2 separate regions of the Rattus norvegicus genome follow, and region 2 is linked to region 1. A link is a contact called in public Hi-C data. All regions are on one chromosome and are shown on one strand. Each heading gives the region's core, a stretch centred on a gene start, on an enhancer-like site or on the middle of the called end of the contact. The rest is flanking DNA. Distances are from core to core; before and after follow the strand shown.

Region 1 (2,762 bases), core at 218-2,717:
TTTTTTTCTGGGGCTGGGGACCGAACCCAGGACCTTGCGCTTCCTAGGTAAGCGCTCTACCACTGAGCCAAATCCCCAACCCCCTTACAACTTCTTTATAGTCTCCTTTTCACTTTTGATACAGGATCTCATGTAGCCTGGATCATTCTCAAACTTGTTATGTGGCTGAGGATGGTCTCAGCCTCCTAGTCCTCCTGCTTTATAATCTCTTTTTATTGTGAGATACTTATCAGAAATATACACATTAAGGAGAAAATGAGGCAGTCACGGTGGTTCATCCATGTAATGTCAGTGCTCAAAGGTGAGTGCCTGGTGACCGTGAGATCCTCTCAAAAGACCTCTTCCCCCAAAATACAGACATTAGAAGAGGAGGATGGTTATCACTGTTTTTCATGATGTAAAAATTTTTCTATAATTTAGAAATGTCTCATTTTTTCAACCTATTTACAGAAAATATTTGATAAAAGTTTACAGACTCGCATCAAAATGTGGTTGCTTTCTGAAGGTCAATCAATCATCTGGTTTGAGTAAGAACTAAATGTAACAAAACACAATGAATCATACAGAGAACTCAAAGAAAAACCAAAGCCAGCTATCTGAATAAAGCATGACATTAAAAGGGAGAACAAGGCACAAAGGTCTTCTTCTTAGAACTCATGTGACTGGAAATGGCAGAGCTCGCCCTTGAATAAGCAGAAAGGGCACAGAGAAATCCCTATCAAGAACACCTGCTCATAAAAAAAAAAAAAAAAAAAAAAGACAGTGAGTATTTATCCAGAACCTGCAATGCCAAAGCACTGTGCAGACTTCTATCAAGAATCTTGATGGGCTGACACACAGGCTGGCCCTCGACAGACAGGAAGTCAGAGGCTATCACTATCATTGACTAATACACTGAAACCATCAAAGTCACCTACGGAAAGAGAACACAGATGTGGTGACAGGCTAAGAATTCAACTCAAAAAACAAAAAAACCAAAAAACTCCTTTTGTAGTTCCCCAAAGAGGGAAGCGGGAAGGAAGGGAGGGTAAGACAGGCACCTTTCTAGAATGTCTGCTCAGGTGCAATGTCCACCAGGCACCTAGAAATGCTGAATTAGCATACCCAGGTGAAAACAAACCCTTGCCCTTATGAAGCTGACACTTTACCGGAAACAAAAGGGAAATGGGCTAAACATACAGTGTGTGAGAGGCTGAATGAACAGTAAACATAGAGCAAGGCCAGGAAGTAGGACAGGTGCAGACGCACTGTACTGTTTTTAGAAGAGCATGCTGAGGAAGTACACCTAAGGGAAGGGAAAACAGAAGTCTAAGATGACCGCAAGAGCAGACTGAAGCCAGCTTGATCCTAGGGTACAAGGCTAATCCCATGATAATGAACAAGTGTTTAAAGCTGTTTGGGGTCTGCACCCGACCCACAGCCTTGACTATCCATCTCTGCTCCTCCATTACGAAATGTTGAAGGCATCCAAATGACAGCAGCTCAGAGGCAAGTAAACAAAAAGTCTCAGCCATGATGACCAGAGCAGAGGGATCCACGTGGGAGCCTCCTCCAGTTTCTCACACACCATCCAGAGTACAAAAAGATCTACACACTAAAGTGATGCCTAACTGTCCCTACCCTCCAGTGCGTACACAAGGGTCCTTTTGAACTCTGCCGTAACTGGGCACTTCCTATCAGAAATCTTTATAAAATTAGCTGAGTGGAGGAATAATGAGGCTACTGGGGGAAGAAAATTTGAACCATGATAGAGAATAGAAGACTTAGGTAAGGGAAAAGCTGATAAATAGAAAAAATCCAGTATTCTGAGCTACAAGGGAATGGATGGGTCAAGAATGACAAGAAGAGTTATCAGAGAACAATGCTGATTCTGGTCGGATTAGATCACCAGGGCAACATTATTCAGAATCAAGAAACACAAATGCACACCCACAGAGAGTGTTCCTGGAAACACACGAACACACGAACACACACACACACACACACACACACACACACACACACACACACACACAGTGTGTGTATGCTTGGGGGGGTATTTTAGTCATAAATAGAGAACCCCTTCTCCCTTCCCTAAGAGGGAATGAGTTAACAATGGAAATACTGAATGGTACCTAGAGAACAGACCCCCCAATGTCCAGATCAGCGCTTCTGATATGATATGCATCCACAGGAAATAAGATGGCTGGAGGCTTGCGTTATAAATACCTAATATTCTTTAGGAAAGAACTCACTATCTCTAACACAGCTGACTTTTTTATATTTGGGAAATACATTTCTAGTAACTGTCTGAAATCTTAATAAATCCCAAAGCAGGTAAAAATATAACAAAATGCTATAATCTCAGTTCTCTGCATGGCATAATTTTCATAATTTTATAGCACTGTACATTAAGTCAATTTATAGGAATAAAAAGACTGGCAGACTTATCTGGCACAGTAAGATCCAATACTCCAAGTGCTTCATAAAGTTAACAATTTTAACACCACCTCTACCAACAAAGGGGAGCACTAGAACATGCTGGCATATGAGCCACATCAATTTTATTCTTTAATGAGAAATAACAATGCTATCAATACTATTTGGAGTATTCCCAAAGTGCACTCTTCTGAATTCTGGTGAAAACTGGTCCAACTGTCAACTGTAAAGGAAGAGTGACTAAGGAAAAAAACTCAGCCCAAAACACAAATCAGTGCATCTTCAGATGTTGACAGGCCGAGGGATATAGCATCCAGTAGCTTCATCTAACAGCAGGGCCCTGA
Region 2 (2,990 bases), core at 211-2,710, 190 kb before region 1:
TCCCTTAAAATTTATATTAATTTTATGAATGATCAAAGCCAAAGGAAACATGTTCAATTAACTTCTCTAAGAAAACTGTCATTTCTGGAAAACTTAAAAAGTTAGCAACCTTGGCTCATACATAAACTTCACCAAAATACAATGTAGCCCATTGAAATTACAAGTGTAAGAGCTGGAGAGATGGCTCTTTAGAGCATTGGCTGCTCTTCCAGAGGACCTGGGCTCTATTCCAAATGCCCACATGACAGCTCGCAACTGAGTAACTCGGTTCAGGGATACACTGCCCTCTGCTGGCCTATGCAGGTACTACATGTAGGTAGTTGCAAGTAGTTCACAAACTTACATGTAGGCAAAGCTTCCACACATATACAGTAAAATAATAAGAAAGGGGGCTGGAGAGATGGCTCAGTGTTAAGAGCACTGACTGCTCTTCTAAAGGTCCGGAGTTCAAATCCCAACAACCCACATGGTGGCTCACAACCATCTGTAATGGGATCCGATGCCCTCTTCTGGTGTGTCTGGAGATAGCTACAGTGTACTCACATACATAAAATAAATAAATAAATAATAATAAAAAACCCCTGACAACAAAATAATAAAAAGGAAAAAAATCCCATAAAAGACCTAGAAGAAAATAAAAGGGAAAATAAGAAATATAGTTCAGAAACACAAATTATCAATTTATAAAAGAAATACAAATAGCCAATTACATAAAACATTAAAAAGTATTCAGGGGCTAGAAGTATACCTCAATGCTTGAGGCTCTGGCTTCAAACCACATTGTACAGGTACACAAATCAAAAAATGTTATCTGAAACTATCAAGCCAACCAAGTGCCAATTTAAAGATGGTAGCCCTCAATGCTGCACAGAGAACCGAGGACAGAGGTGCCTGGCTGGATACACTACCCCATGTCATGCAGTAATAAGGCATGGCAGGGAGAACAGAAGAGCTGTGTAACAAATGCAATGTGCAAAAGAAGTAGAGAAGGATTAACCACCAGACAGATTCAATTCAACTGTAGGACGGGACAGAAGTAATTAGGATGCACCTGTCCCTCAGCAGGCCTTGCTACTGTGCCTTGGGAAAATGGCACTGGGGCATTGAGAGACCTCTGGACGGTCTAACTTGGGAAGATATAACAGTCATTGCTCTTCAATGATGCCTGGATTTAGATGACTTATGTTATTAGTCTTCACATTTTTCTTTTTATAATACTTAAGCTTCCTTCCGAGAAACCTTTCTTATCGCTCACATTATAACAGGGGGCACAAAAACCTGCTGACTGCAGCTGGCTGTCACAGGGTGAAAGCCAGACACACTATTTCCCACCAGACTCCTTCCCTAAACACAGAGAACTTCCTTTCCTGCAAGACAGCCTGGTGTCCTCCCTGTGGGGAAATCAGATCCTGGGGTGAGGTGTGTGTTGCTCCTTGTCTCCCTGGAGCCTGCTGTCACCAAGCCCTGCCCCTGAGACAGATTCAGAGAGGAGCAGCAGCCCACAGGGCCTTGGCCCAGGTTATAGCACGGCAGTCCTTCAGCAAACTCCTCAAGCAACAAACAAAACAACATCCTCTGGATTTTTGCAGGGAGCAAGGGGAGGAGGAAGTAGTTCACAATTTCAAAACAAAACTCTCAGGGGTTTAAGATAATATAATAAATGCAACAACAAGAAAGAAGGAAAGACAAGGAATAGCTTTGAAAAACACCCTAAAAAGGCATGGGTTCAAGTGTGCAGAACACACAGATGCAAGGCTCAGCACCAGCACTTGTCGGGTCCGACAGGCCTCTGGGGCGGGGCTTAGTGACAGCAGGCTCCAGGGAGGCAAGGGGCGGCACACAGCCCACCCCAGGCCACCAGGCTCTCTTGCAGGAAAGGAAGGGTTGCAAGAGGCAAAGTCAGCTAGGATAAGAACTTACTGAGAGAATTCGCTTCAAATTTAACCCCCATACTCCAGACTCGTGGCCCCTAGGATTTCTGTATTACAGGAAAAGCTGCTACAAATTCTACCTAGTGGGCACTGACTGATGCTAGGGGGGCTCCCCAGCTCTTGTAAAGACAAGGTTGGACAAAAGCAAAAGGCATCAGAAGAAAAGAAAATCTTCCTTTCCTTTCAGCGGTGGCACACAACCTTTAATCCCAGTATTCAGGAGGCAGAGGAGGGCAGATCTCTGAGGTCACAGTGAATTCCAGAACAGCTAGAGCTACATAATGAGACTCTGTCTCAACAAACCCCACTAACCCAACCCATCCCATCCCAACCCAACCCAACAAAAATATCAACCAACCAACCAACCAACCAACCAACCAACCAAGAAACAAAACAAAACAAAAAAGGTAAAATAGAAGAGTCAATCAGAGAGTTCTTCATTCATAGGATATAACGTTCTGGCAAAACATCAGGACAGTGGCTTAAGCCAAGAGATGGACAACTATACTCTCAGTTACTCATTTTATTAGCTATAAGATACATATAATGGGAAAACAAAAGTATTCTTAATCCAATAAATATTCTAAAACCGCTCATAGAATCCTTACCTCACTGTTTCTTTTAAGCATAAATACCAGGTTAGCATTTCCACCCTATAAAACAACAAAAAAATGCATAAAAAAACAAACGAAAATTTTGATGTAAAAACTATACTCAATATAACTAAAAAGTTACATTGTACTTCTGGCTTTCCTTCTTTTCTACCACAGTATCCCCACAGAGGGCATGAAGAGAAGTTGAACTGGTTTTTAACTAAAAAAAAAAAAAAAACCCATTATAGGGTCAAGATGGTTTGTAGTCACCGAGCAAGCCATTTAATGGAGCTGGTCCTGCTAAGGCAGAGTGGAATTGGGTGAAAAGAACAGTCTAAGCCAGGGGGCCTAATTAATATGGGCCTCTCAATTGTATGGTTTGCTCTAAGAATGCACTTTCCCTAGTAATCAGTAGAATTTCATTGAGTGGTAACCCAATATCTGAGGCAGATCAAGAGGAAATTTT

The links. A called contact is a pair of places that touch in the nucleus more often than the background predicts.
Region 2: a contact with region 1 is called in a Hi-C map of the Rat2 cell line, with 7 times the contacts expected there. The contact joins two enhancer-like sites. A contact is called at or near these places in 6 of 12 Hi-C or Micro-C datasets (the A7r5 cell line, the Rat2 cell line, Schwann cells and 3 more).

What each region holds. Positions count from the first base shown.
Region 1 is chr1:138,828,721-138,831,482 of GRCr8, reverse strand. The region is part of intron 3 of Akap13 (A-kinase anchoring protein 13); the gene reads right to left. Among named protein-coding and RNA genes, the nearest start is that of Akap13, 110 kb to the right of the region's middle. Within about 2 kb of position 1,467, at least 24 of the 93 cell types and tissues checked have an H3K27ac peak or open chromatin away from gene starts, as enhancers often do.
Region 2 is chr1:139,018,796-139,021,785 of GRCr8, reverse strand. It overlaps Akap13 (A-kinase anchoring protein 13), which reads right to left. Exons shown (of 38, transcript NM_001106271.3): 34 at 2,540-2,584. Among named protein-coding and RNA genes, the nearest start is that of Fam24al1, 45 kb to the left of the region's middle. Within about 2 kb of position 1,460, at least 9 of the 93 cell types and tissues checked have an H3K27ac peak or open chromatin away from gene starts, as enhancers often do.